Regions from separate parts of the Mus musculus genome. Here region 2 is linked to region 1. A link is a contact called in public HiChIP or PLAC-seq data. All regions are on one chromosome and are shown on one strand. Each heading gives the region's core, a stretch centred on a gene start, on an enhancer-like site or on the middle of the called end of the contact. The rest is flanking DNA. Distances are from core to core; before and after follow the strand shown. Region 1 overlaps Atxn1 (ataxin 1). Region 2 overlaps Atxn1 (ataxin 1).

Region 1 (5,943 bases), core at 2,532-5,031:
AATCCCTTCCATTCCCTAAAGTAGTATTGCTTTTGCTCAAAGCTAAACTTAGCCACCCAAGCTTCTCAGAGGGACTTCTACAACTAGCAGCTTGTGATACCATCGCCTAGAAGAGCGAGTCCTACATCAGACAGTCTTTACAGAGCACTGGATTAGGTATGTGTGGAGCCAAGATCCTCTAAGCTGGAACACTTCTAGAACTTTCTAAGGATGCCTGTTGTAAGAGCAGTGAGCATACTGGCTCTTGTTTTGTCTTTTGACATTGGCCTTAAACTCACTATGAAAGTCCAGGCTAGTTTCAAACTCATGGTAATCCTCTTGGCCTTAGCCTTCTAAATGCTGGCATTATAGGTATGTTTGGCTACCAGTGGATCTTTTGCTACTGATACCAGCTTTCCCAAAGAAGTACCTATGATGAGCTCTGCTTGGAAATTGGACAAATATCAAGGCTGTTTTGTGGCAAATGACCTGAGCCATATGGGTACTAACTGGGCAGGTGCTCTGCTTATAAGATTGGCTTTTCTTTTGCCCACATATAAAGAAATGTGGCTTCTAAGAAGGAAATATTCCATGTACCATTAAAGACCTCCAACTCAGGCATGCTAGCTAGCTATGGTAGTGCCCATCTACAGTTCTGTCACTTGGGAGTCAGATGTAGATGGGTAAGTCTGAGGCCAGCAAGGTCTACACAATGAGTTCTAGGCCACCCACTGCTGGCTACACACAGTCAGACCTTTTCTCAAATCATCTGATAGGAGAATAAAACCCCACAGTTTACATTTTCTTTAATTGGTGATTCTTCTACCTGAGAGCCTTTTAAGAAAAGCTTAAGTGTATGTATGCAAACAACTTTACATTTTGTCCTACAGAGGGCAACCAGGGCACTTCTCTTCTGCATCAGAGCTCTCACACCTACGCCCACTGGAATGAAAAAAGCCACTCAGAGAAGTCCAGACAGGGCTCCATGAAATTCACACTCAGAGTCTCATCTGCCATTAGTCTTGCTTTGGGAGCCCATGCCCATTTGCCCATACTTAGAGAATAAGAGGAGAATCTATCCTGTTTCGCCTTTTCCCTTTCTAATCTCCTAGACTGAATGAAAGGTCAGAACGGTGTATCTCCGTGGCAAAATACCTGTTTAACGTGTGCACCATCCCTGACTCTATCCCAGCACCAAAACTAAAGCTGTAATGGGACACCTGGGAGTGTATACTTTTACAACATCATACTTGAGTGCATCTTCTCACACAAACTGAATCCATGAACAGCCTGCCTTCTGCAGGCAAAACTGTGGCCATGTAATAGGTGAAGAAAAGAAAAGATTGTTTAACAGAAAAAATTTAAACTTGATCTTAACTAGACAGCCCAGACAATCTCTGTCTCAGTCTCCTAGACACTGGGATTATGGGTCTGTTGCACAACACCAGCATTGAAAACCAATGAGATGCATTTAGTAAATGATGATATCGTGAGATGTACCTTTGCTCGTTGTCTCCTTTTCCTGGCTTACAACATTTAAAACTCTTAGACATAATCAATGTCCTTTGATACAGGAATTAATTGATTTGATGTCCACACAGCTTCAATATGGGAAACACCAAGGTTAGATATTTAGCCCACTTCCCAATCTCAGAGGAGCTGAGTACTAAGCTGATCTTCTGTGGCCAATGAGGTTAGAAGAATGCTTATACAGTGAGGCTTCCATAAAAACTCGAAGGGCAGAGTTTGAGGAAGATACCGTAGGTTAGCCCACCCAGAGGAGGATACTGTAGGTTAGCCCACCCAGAGAATGCTGAGACTCTGCGCCGTCCCCCCTCCCTCCCTCCCTCCCTCCCTCCCTCTCTCCCTCCCTCCTTCCCTCCCTCCCTCCCCACACAGCTCTTCACTCTAACATCCACCCTCTTCTTTGCAATGCCATTTATAACATGACAGTACAATTCAGCAGTGGTACACAGAAGTGTTATTACAGTAAAGAAAAGTATTTCCTAGAAATCTGTGACTCAATCTAGCAAACTCATTCAAACCCAGGGAGATGGTGCAAGGAACCCTGCTTTATGTCTGGTGGGCCAGGAGCCCTTGTGTGAAACAACCTAACTTGTGACTTAGGCAGTGCCGCAGGACTGATCCCATCTGACGCCATTGGAGTAGGTTGTTTTGCATGTATACATGTTCACAGATGTGTTCAGCCTCAGAACAGATAGTAGGAGAAACCAAGTCTACTTATCTCAATAGCCAGTCAGCAATGGTTATCTATCTTAACAGATTCGCCCATCACAATGTACCCCCACACACATACACACACCAGATATTCATAGAACAAAGAGGGCATTATAAGTTCTTCTGTTATACTCATCCACCAGGGCTGCATACAAACCACTGAGGAGTTCTGCCAGAAGCATAGATAGACACCACAGATTTCTTTGGAATCAAGCAAAGGTGGTTGACTGCCCCCAGGGTTCCAGGATGGGTAGCAAAGCATAAGGAAGAAAGAAGAGCCAAATGTCACCATCGTAATCTGTTAACATCAGACTTGAACCCAGACTCTGCCATTGCCACCGTGGGGCCACTGGGGCTTAACATCGTCTCTTTCCATAACAGGATGGCTCTCCTACCATGCACACTGACCACCTGAAAGTCCTAACAGCTGAAGGAGATAACACCTCAGCATCAAGTGCTGAGGGCAGCTGATATGGCCTTGGGAGTTGGCGGCTCTTTTGTGGCTCCTCCAGCTGCCTAGCACAGAGCAGATGTGCCCTGATACCAGACCCCAGAAGGATCTGCTGCTGTTACAAGGGACAGAAGAAAGAGACATAAGTGTTTTCCAAGAGCCTCTGGCCTGGGGTAGAGGGTGCTTTGTGAGTTTAGTTGGAACTGGGTTTCTGAGAGCTTATATATACTGACTTCCTATTCCCCAAAAGGCGGATAGGATCCCTCAATTTTTGTCATTAAAAACTGATAAATCAAAAGGTAAATGTGACTCTCATGGTGAATGTTGCTTAGATCAATAAGGGAGCATTGCATTGGGATCTTCATTGTACTCAGACCTGAAGCTGGACAAGGGGAATATTCATATTAGTCTCTAGACACTTGTTTGAAACCCCAGTAGGCAGAGAGTTTAGGTGGAGCAAGCCATGCGAGCTTCCCCATCCCCCCACCCCCACCCCCAGAAATTCTGATTCCTTCAGCCTGGTGTCACTGTGTCTTTGACTTTAATAACCACATCCTGGTGAGTCAGATGCAGGAGATCCTGAGATGAGACCACCATTGAGAAACACTGGACTGTGACATGGGTCCTGTCCTACAGCAGGCTGCAACCTAAATGGGGTACCAGAAAACACACAGGTCTAGGTAGTGCCCGAGGGTCACAGGCATTCATCAAAAGGGTTTCCGTAGTTGTCTGAGAACTCAGGCAGAACTTATAAATGAGAGCCTGGGTTCTGGAGGGCAAGCCTGGTCCATAGGTAACCCCGAGCAAATGTCTTCAGCAGGTTTGTGATTCATGATGGCCCACTGTACACAGTAGACATATAGGGGGCAGAGATAGGGGCTAGGATAGGAACCAGACAGGAAGGACACTCTCCCCAGGGACAGTCATAACCTGGTTTCTCCAAATCACACCCAGTCTACAGTGCCACTCTGCAGAACTCATGCGGTTTCCTGCTCCTTATCATTTAACATTTTGCTAGAGAGAGAAAATGCTGTTATGAAACCCAAATAATGTGCCACTCTGAGGCAGACAGCCAGCTGCTAACAAGAATGACATGTGACCATCATTCTAACTGCTGCTCACAGCTCAGCTTTCAGGAAGGAGATGTTTAGTTAGAAAGAAAAACCAGAACCTCCTTCTCAATGGACAACAAAGATTTGAGGCTCCATGGAGTGAAAGGGCTTCTACTCAGACAGTCTGTCACACAGTGATAAAAATCTGGGACCTCAATAGAAAGAGAGAGAGAAAAAAAAGAAGGACAAGAATTTAGAAGACCCTTGCTTTGTTTATTTTAATAGAAAATTCATGAAACACTCCCTTATTAATGTCACAAGGGAATTAAATTATTAACCACCAAGTCTGAAAGTCCTGCTTCGCCGAAAGACAATAGAGATGAGTCCCTTGGGGACTGGACCTTCTCTTCTACACTTGCACATAGGCTGACCTCCCTAACTCCCTGCAAATGATAGTTTGCCCCAGGCACACAATGAATTCCACCAGGGAGAATGGGAGACCACGGTTACATAACTGTACCAGAAGACATGGAGTTTTCAATCTGCAGGAGGCCAGGGAGATCAATAGGGTCCATGCACTTTTACAGGCCAGTCATAGCAAGTACTATGCTCTCCCAATGCCCTCCACCATAGGTGGAGACAAGCTCCGATCTGAGGATTGCTTCCAGGAATAAAGCCAAAAAGACATCCCGAGGAACCTATATTGTTTTAGTATATAGTTTGTATCTTTTAAAAATATGTATTTAAAGCTTGGAATTTTTAGACTGTAACTCGGGCCAAGGTTGTCACTCAGGGGACCAAGAACACCAATAAACAGAATGACCAAAGTCTACATTCTACGGCCAGGATGGTCGCTATATTTCACAACAACATATTATAAATTTTAGAGGAAAATGGAAGGGAGAACCAAAAGGTTGCCAACATGAGAACAGACCAAAAGTTATGAAGAAAATTCTAACTACCCTGATCACAAATCACACACTGTATACTTCTTTCAACTGACCACACTGTACCCCACGTTTACAAGTTACACAGGAAGCACTTGTTGAATGCGGTCTGGAAACTACTGATGATAGCTCTCTACCTTGCCTGCTCCAGTGCTGCTTACAGTATTGTATTAGGGTATCACCAGATAAGTAGACCTCCTCTGTATGACTCATTAATCCCTTATGAGTTTGGCTAAAATAGGACCTACAGACCACACACATTATTTATTGTTTGTGTGTAGAGTTGGGTGGTCACCTGCATTTTTGTTGTTGCTATTATTTGTTTGGTTGGTTTGATGTTTGTTTGTTTTTTTCATTTTCCCTACCTACAAGGGTCTTACCCTGAAGTCTTATTGCTTGAGCTATGGAGGAAAAAATAGCTATGCATCTTACTCACTCAAATATCCTAGCACATATGTAAATACTCCACAAGAAATCTAAATAAATGCAAATACCAACCCCGAAGGGATGACTTACCCCAAACCATTCCTGCTTCAAGCTCATCCGTGCAGGCTGAAGTCCACTCTGTTTTTCTCAGGGTCTACTGTAACCCTACTGTAGCTGTTTCAACACAGATCCTTTCATTCTGTTCCAGGATGCTGCAATCTAACAAAACCAAACAGCAAGTCAGAGTGGAAAATGCCACTTCAAGCAGTTGGTGATGATGCAGGGGAAATCCCTGGGTGTTCTCAATGTCTATCTTATATGTCAAACAAGCTTGTCAGCCACCTGAACAAAGCTATCACACATCCTCTCTACAGTGGTACCCTAAAATACTGGAAAGAAAGAGAGAGAGAGAGAGAGAGAGAGAGAGAGAGAGAAGAAGAAGAGGAGGAGGAGGAGGAGGAGGAGGAGGAGGAGGAGGAGGAGGAGGAGGAGGAGGAGGAGGAGGAGGAGGAGAGGAGAGGAGAGGAGAGGAGAGGAGAGAGCGAGAGAGAGAAAGAAAGACAGACAGACAGACAGAAAGAAAGAAAGAAAGAAAGAAAGAAAGAAAGAAAGAAAGAAAGAAAGAAAGACAGAAAGAAAGACAGAAAGGAAGGAAGGAAGGAAGGAAGGAAGGAAAAGAAGAGAAGAGAAGAGAAAAGAGGAGAGGAGGAGGGAGGGGAAAGGAGAGAGAAAGAGAGAGAGAGAGAGAAAGAAAGAAAGACAGACAGACAGAAAGAAAGAAAGAAAGAAAGAAAGAAAGAAAGAAAGAAAGAAAGAAAAGAGAAGAGAAAAGAGGAGAGGAGGAGGGAGG
Region 2 (5,943 bases), core at 1,452-3,951, 74 kb after region 1:
AAGAATGAAGAGACCGAACGCAAACACCATCTTTCATAGATAAAATAGAGTTGTGTTATTTATGACCCCTGCAGCTGAGTCTTTTACTTAGATGTCGAGCAAACTGCACTGCGTAGGCTAAATTTCCTTAAGCTTTTCTGGACAAATTCCCTGCATTCAACAGAAGAAGTTCCAATGTTTAGTCACAAAAGAATCTCTCCAAAGCATTAAGATAATTACACAATTTTAACTTCTAAGTGTATATATATATATTTAAATTAATAACAGTGTACGGCCTTCCTTAGAAGGAAATTTGAATTACAAAGAATCTCTGACTTTTCAAAATTCCTGAACCCAAAAGCCATTTTAAAAAAACCCATGAGCCAAGTAGCTTCACTAAATATTTATCACGGGATAACGTTTCTACCATCCGAAAGCTGCTGGCAACGGTTCAAACTCAAGTTCCTGACCTTTTTTTTAAAAAAAAAAAAAAAAAAAAAAAACTCTCATGTTTCTCCGCATCAAACCAAAGCATGTCGGTTCTAGTGCGGCTCATGAAAGAGCCTCTGAGGGCAGCTCAAAGGAACCTCAAGCACAATGACTTCATACTCAAAAGAGTCTTCTCATGGTAACAGCATTTAAGTCCGTGAGTCACAAGGCTCAGTCTGAGGTTTTGCTCCATCAGCTCCTCCAGGCAGGTGAGCTAAGGGCTCTACTGTCTTAAGTGCAGTGAGGCAGTTTGTCTAAATATGGACAGACTTCATGAGAAGCTGAAATGGGGGCGGTGACTATGCCCAATTCCTCAGTATAAACTGAAAGAAAAAAAATCATGAAGTCTCAGAGCCCCGCTGCCGTGTGTGTGTGTGTGTGTGTGTGTGTGTGTGTGTGTGAGAGAGAGAGAGAGAGAGAGAGAGAGAGAGAGAGAGAGAGAGAGAAATAGAAAGTGTGTGTGGTGTGTGTGCATGTGTGTATGAGAGTGTGTGTGTGGTGTGTGTGTAAGAGGGAGAGAGAGAGAGTATGTGGTGTATGTGTGTGGTGTGTGTGTATGTGAGTGTGTGTGTGGTGTGTCTGTAAGAGGGAGAGAGAGTGTGTGTGGTGTGAGTGTGTGAATGAGTGTATAGTCTGTGTGTGTGGTATGTGTGTTTGAGTGTGTATGAGTGAGTGTGTGGTATGTGTGTTTGAGTGTGCATGAGTGTGTGTGAGTGTATGTGTGTGTATGTGTACTGTGTGTTTGAGTGTGTATGGTGTGTGTGTGTGTATGTGAGTGTGTGTGTGGTGTGTGCGTAAGAGGGAGAAAGAGAGTATGTGGTGTGAGTGTGTGAGTGAGTGTATAGTATGTGTGTGTGGTATGTGTGTTTAAGTGTGTGAGTGTGTGTGAGTGTATGTGTGTATATGTGCACTGTGTGTTTGAGTGTGTATGAGTATCTGTGTGTGTGTGTGTGTGTGTGTGCACATGCATGCATGCTCAGGTGCACAGAGGAACCAGGGATCATTTTCTGTCCGTTACATTGCTCTGCACTCTTGTACTTATTTTTAAAAGGCAGGATCTCTCACTGACCCTCAAGTTCTGATTCAGATAGACTGACTAGCCCTGAACCCCTAGGAATTCTCCTGTCTCTGCTTCCTCGGAAGTGGAATTGTAGGTGCACACTGCCAAGTTTTGTTTTGTTTTGTTTTGTTTTGGTTTGGTTTGGTTTGGTTTGGTTTGGTTTTAAACAAGAAGTTGAAGGAGCCAAACTCGGGTCCTCATGCCTGTATGGCAGGCACTTTACTGACTGAGCCCCGTTTCCAGCCCTGTAGATGCCCTTAACCAGTGGAACCATTAGGACCATGGGCTTACTTCCAAGATTGCACAGTAGGAAGCAGTGACACCTTTTGTGACCGTGGTCTCTCATCATATCCATTCCCCAGAGACAGCACACTCGACTAGAACAAGCAACCCCTTGAACAGAGCAAAAAAACAGGGGGCTCTCTGTACACAACCTTCCGGCTTACAGATTTCCACAGGACACCCATCCAGACCCCGGCCATATGCAGACATCAGAGCCAACCATTCAGACACCAGCCTTACGTAGACTCCAGGGTTTGAAGGGACAGCAATCAGTCACAGAGCTGTGGGGATCCCACCAAGGCCTCTCCTTGTTGTTAGTCCCTGTGTCCCCAGAGAAACATCAAAATAGCCAAAAGTCCACACTAACATGAGATTCTCAAAGAAACAAGACACCTTATTTTAATGTCATACTTGCTACTTACATTATGGTCCACTTGAAGACAGTTGGATCAGATAAACAGCCAAGAAAGCAAGAGTCTATCGATGTAGTTTTATAACGAGATCACTTGAAACATGGCTATGAGAAAAAAACGTGATTCTCCTTTCTCTCCCCATCCCATTCTCTCTCTGTCCGTTGATTGGTTTACTTTACTTGGATCTATTGGTCTCAGACTCCTCCACAGCCTTCCCAAGTCTGTGAGCTGTTGACTGGGGCTTCCCCAACTGTTGTTTATTATTCTAGTTACTACACGAGGAGTGTGATTGTTAATGTGTTACTGTGAGCTTCTAAAGGAGTCAAAACAGCCAAAGAAAAGCTTGAACTATACACAGAAAAAAAAAAAAAAAAGGCTAGAAAAATGCCTCAACAACATGGGAAATGACTCACCGCTAAAGAGATGGAGGCTCAGGAAACCGCTTTCCCGTTCAAGTCGGGGCAAATATGTACAGATGAAAGCAGCCCCAAAGCAGCTCAATCTAGTTTGCATCAGAAGCCAGATTTCGACAGTCACCTTGTTTGAAATAGTCTCAGAAATGGTTTTCAAGTTTTTCTCCCTTTCTGGGGTTGCTGAGATCAGTCGTGACTTGCACTTGTAAGCACTTAGCTAGAACCTACTGCCTCCTTCTCTCCTACAACAGCATCTATACCCAGGTATGAGAAGGCATCTTCCCCACAAGGCTGACTCTTATTTGTTCCATTCCTCCCTGCTGAGTTTAACAGAAAAGGCGCTAGCAGAACATTTAAGTTAAACGTAAGCATTCCTATACAGAAGGACTCAATAAATACGGGCATTTTCAATTTCCTCCAAGCCAAGAACGCGAGAACACCAGCACATGGTGGGAATGACTGGCAAAAGAAGCAAGCTCCTATCTCTCCGCATGCCCCATTCCAAGGTCCCCTCTGCTCGGAGTTAGGCTTCTGTTGCTGTGATAAAAAACAAAAAACAAACAAACAAACAAAAAACACCCGACCAGAGCAACAGGGAAGAAAGGGTTGATTTGGCTTACACTTCCATGTCAGGAGCTCAAGGAAGAAACCTGGAGGCAGATACTGAAGCAGAGACAGTATAGGAATTTTGCTTACTTGCTTGCTTCCTCTGGCTTGTTTAGCTCCACCTCTTGTACTGCTTAGACCCTCCCACCTAGGGATGGCCCTGCCCACAGGGGGGGATGGGCCATCCTACACCAGTTAGCAATTAAGGAAATGCTCCTCACATACACATGTGGGCCAATCTATGGAGGCAATTTCTCAACTGGGGTTCCGTCTTCCCAGGTAACTAGATTATGATGTTGCTAAAAACTAAGCATCACAGCCTCCTTAAAACGCAGACATGACAGGCGTACATGTGACCTTCTGGACACATGTAGAGTTTCGTATTAAGCTGAAGCCTGAGGATGGAGCATCGCTTACTCTTGACTGTTAAAAAGTTAGGGAGAAAAAAAAAAATCACAATTAAATCCACTGATACTGAAAGCTCTTGATAACGAATATCTTAATGGCGCTGAGGCAACGTGTGTGCCTGTGCGTTAACGTGTGGGGGTGCACACGTATATTTGTGTGCACACAGGTGTAGAGAGGCCGTACATCGCCCTCAGATGTCCTCCTCAATCGCCTCCCCCTTAATTTCTGAACCAAGGCCTCTCACGGAACCTGGCACTAGGCAGGTCAGTCAAAGGCTTCCAGAAAGCTGCCTGTATCCTCGTCTCTAGTGCTAAACTGAGACTGTAGGCACATGCCTCCATGCCTAACCGTTAAGTGGGTGCTGGGGAAATCAAAGCCTGGTCCTTACGCTTAAATGGCAGGCACTATACCCACTGCATTATTTCCCTCCGTCATCGTTTTTAAAAAGCAAACTGATAGGACGTCTGTGTGCGTCACAGAATCACTTCATAGCAGAGTTCCATGTCGGATGGGTTTCCCCGGAGTTCAAGCCATGTCGAGTGTAATTAGACCCTTTCTTTTTGGTCCAGACTGATAAATATTATGAATACCTTTTCTTTCCAGAAAACAAGAATAGAATTAAAATCATAGTGACTTATTATTAAGACTCCTCCTCAATTACAAAGTCACCGCGCTGATGTACAAAGATGCTATAGACATGGCTGAGTCTGCCCCCCACCCCCTGCCCCCTGCCGCCCCAGGCCCCAGAAAATTAAGTAAATTATACTCAGTAAGTTCAGAATCCTTCATAATTGTTTAAAATTTCCATTTACCACAATAAAAGAGCAATTAACTTGGGGTTCAATGATAGTTATATATAATTATATTGTAAGAGGTATAAACGAAATACATAAATAATTCCAAGGTGTGATGTGTGCTGAAAGGATCAGCCACCATTTCTTTAAGTCTACATAACATTTTTAAAAAATGATAATGTTGGTTCAGTAAATAGCCTTCAAAAATATAGAGAAGAAAACAACTTCAAATTGTGAAGTTTTAAGAACCGTACTTTTTCAGTGTGTGTGTGTATGTGAGAGAGGGGGGTGATGGGAGGGGGAAGAGGAGAGGGAGAGAGAGAGAGAGAGAGAGGGAGAGAGAGAGAGAGAGAGAGAGAGAGAGAGAGAGAGAGAGGTGGATTTCTCTGGAGCTGGACTTACAGGCAGGTGTGAGAGGCTTCTTGGGGCTGCAGGGGACCGAACTAGAGCCCTCTGCAAGAAGCAGCAAGCTCTCTTAACCTCCGAGGCTTCTTTCCAGCCCCCAATAAGAAAAATAGTATTAAGTATTTACTGAAAGCTTTCAACATGATCAACGAATAACACAATGAACAAACTGAAAGAACCCGTGTAATTATTTCACATAGTCCTATATTAGAACATAGACTATGGTATATGAAGAGACTCGAAAATGCTTTTAAAAGCATATGTGTGTGTGTACTTAATATTTATTTTCATGTGCTAGTATTTCTACTGCATCTTAGCAGATCATTTTCAGACAATGACTAGTATAAATATTGACGAGAACAAGAATTCAAGGTACGAAAGTGTTAAACAAGTTTTTTTGTCCAATCAAAGTAAAAAATGCACCCATTCTCAGAGCATTCCCTCCATTTATCACATAAAAAGAATTGAAACCACACCTGAACCACTTGAGACCATCCATCCATCCATCCATCCATCCATCATCCTAGTCATTCATTCATTCATTCATTCATTCATGAGACTCATGTCTAACTATCGTCTACTATTATATAAGGAAGTTGCAGAGAGCCAGTGTGCTGATCACTTGATCCTGACCCTCTTTTTTATTAAGAAGGCTCTGGGGCTTACATAGATCCACTGCCTGGGGCACTCCAGCTTTCTTAAAGAGGGAAGAGTGATGGAGGAGCCATTCATTTCTTCTGCTACTTGTTCCTTTGTACATACTACCCAGTAACTCAGAGAAAGCAAAGCCCTTGAGTCACGGGGTGTCTGTCCAGGACCTGAGCTATGTGAATGGGCAGATGGAGCACTGAATGTCATGGTATAAAGTGAGCTGTGAAGACAAGGGCTTAGGAACTGAGAGAAGGGAGGACAGAGGCTCATCTGGGCTCTGTGCCCTAGAGAAGCAGAGGCTCCTGGTGGCAGGGGTGGTAAGAAAGTATATGGACCAGAAAAGGGATTGATTTATGAGACTGGAATGATGGCTCAGCGGTCAAAAGCACTGTCTACCTGCCCAGAGGACCTGGATTCTATCCCCAGCATCGCATTGTGGCTCA

Evidence for each region. HiChIP or PLAC-seq counts read pairs in DNA pulled down with a chosen protein or histone mark.
Region 2: a BATF HiChIP or PLAC-seq map of CD8 T cells shows a contact between it and region 1, with 28 read pairs. The contact joins two enhancer-like sites. A contact is called at or near these places in 3 of 15 datasets of contacts at CTCF or cohesin (CD8 T cells, the G1E-ER4 cell line and the NIH/3T3 cell line), 34 of 484 Hi-C or Micro-C datasets (CD4 T cells, CD8 T cells, DN3 thymocytes and 19 more), 14 of 115 datasets of contacts at active chromatin or transcription factors (CD8 T cells, DN3 thymocytes, bone marrow-derived dendritic cells and 9 more) and 1 of 9 other capture datasets (embryonic stem cells).

The regions. Positions count from the first base shown.
Region 1 is chr13:45,847,145-45,853,087 of GRCm38.p6, forward strand. Atxn1 (ataxin 1) reads right to left here. Exons shown (of 8, transcript NM_009124.6): 3 at 5,184-5,312. Among named protein-coding and RNA genes, the nearest start is that of Atxn1, 110 kb to the right of the region's middle. Within about 2 kb of position 3,782, at least 85 of the 459 cell types and tissues checked have an H3K27ac peak or open chromatin away from gene starts, as enhancers often do. A contact at or near this core is called in CD8 T cells, DN3 thymocytes, Th1 cells and 8 more, where this site is marked.
Region 2 is chr13:45,922,095-45,928,037 of GRCm38.p6, forward strand. The region is part of intron 2 of Atxn1 (ataxin 1); the gene reads right to left. Among named protein-coding and RNA genes, the nearest start is that of Atxn1, 40 kb to the right of the region's middle. Within about 2 kb of position 2,702, at least 79 of the 459 cell types and tissues checked have an H3K27ac peak or open chromatin away from gene starts, as enhancers often do. A contact at or near this core is called in CD8 T cells, DN3 thymocytes, Th1 cells and 8 more, where this site is marked.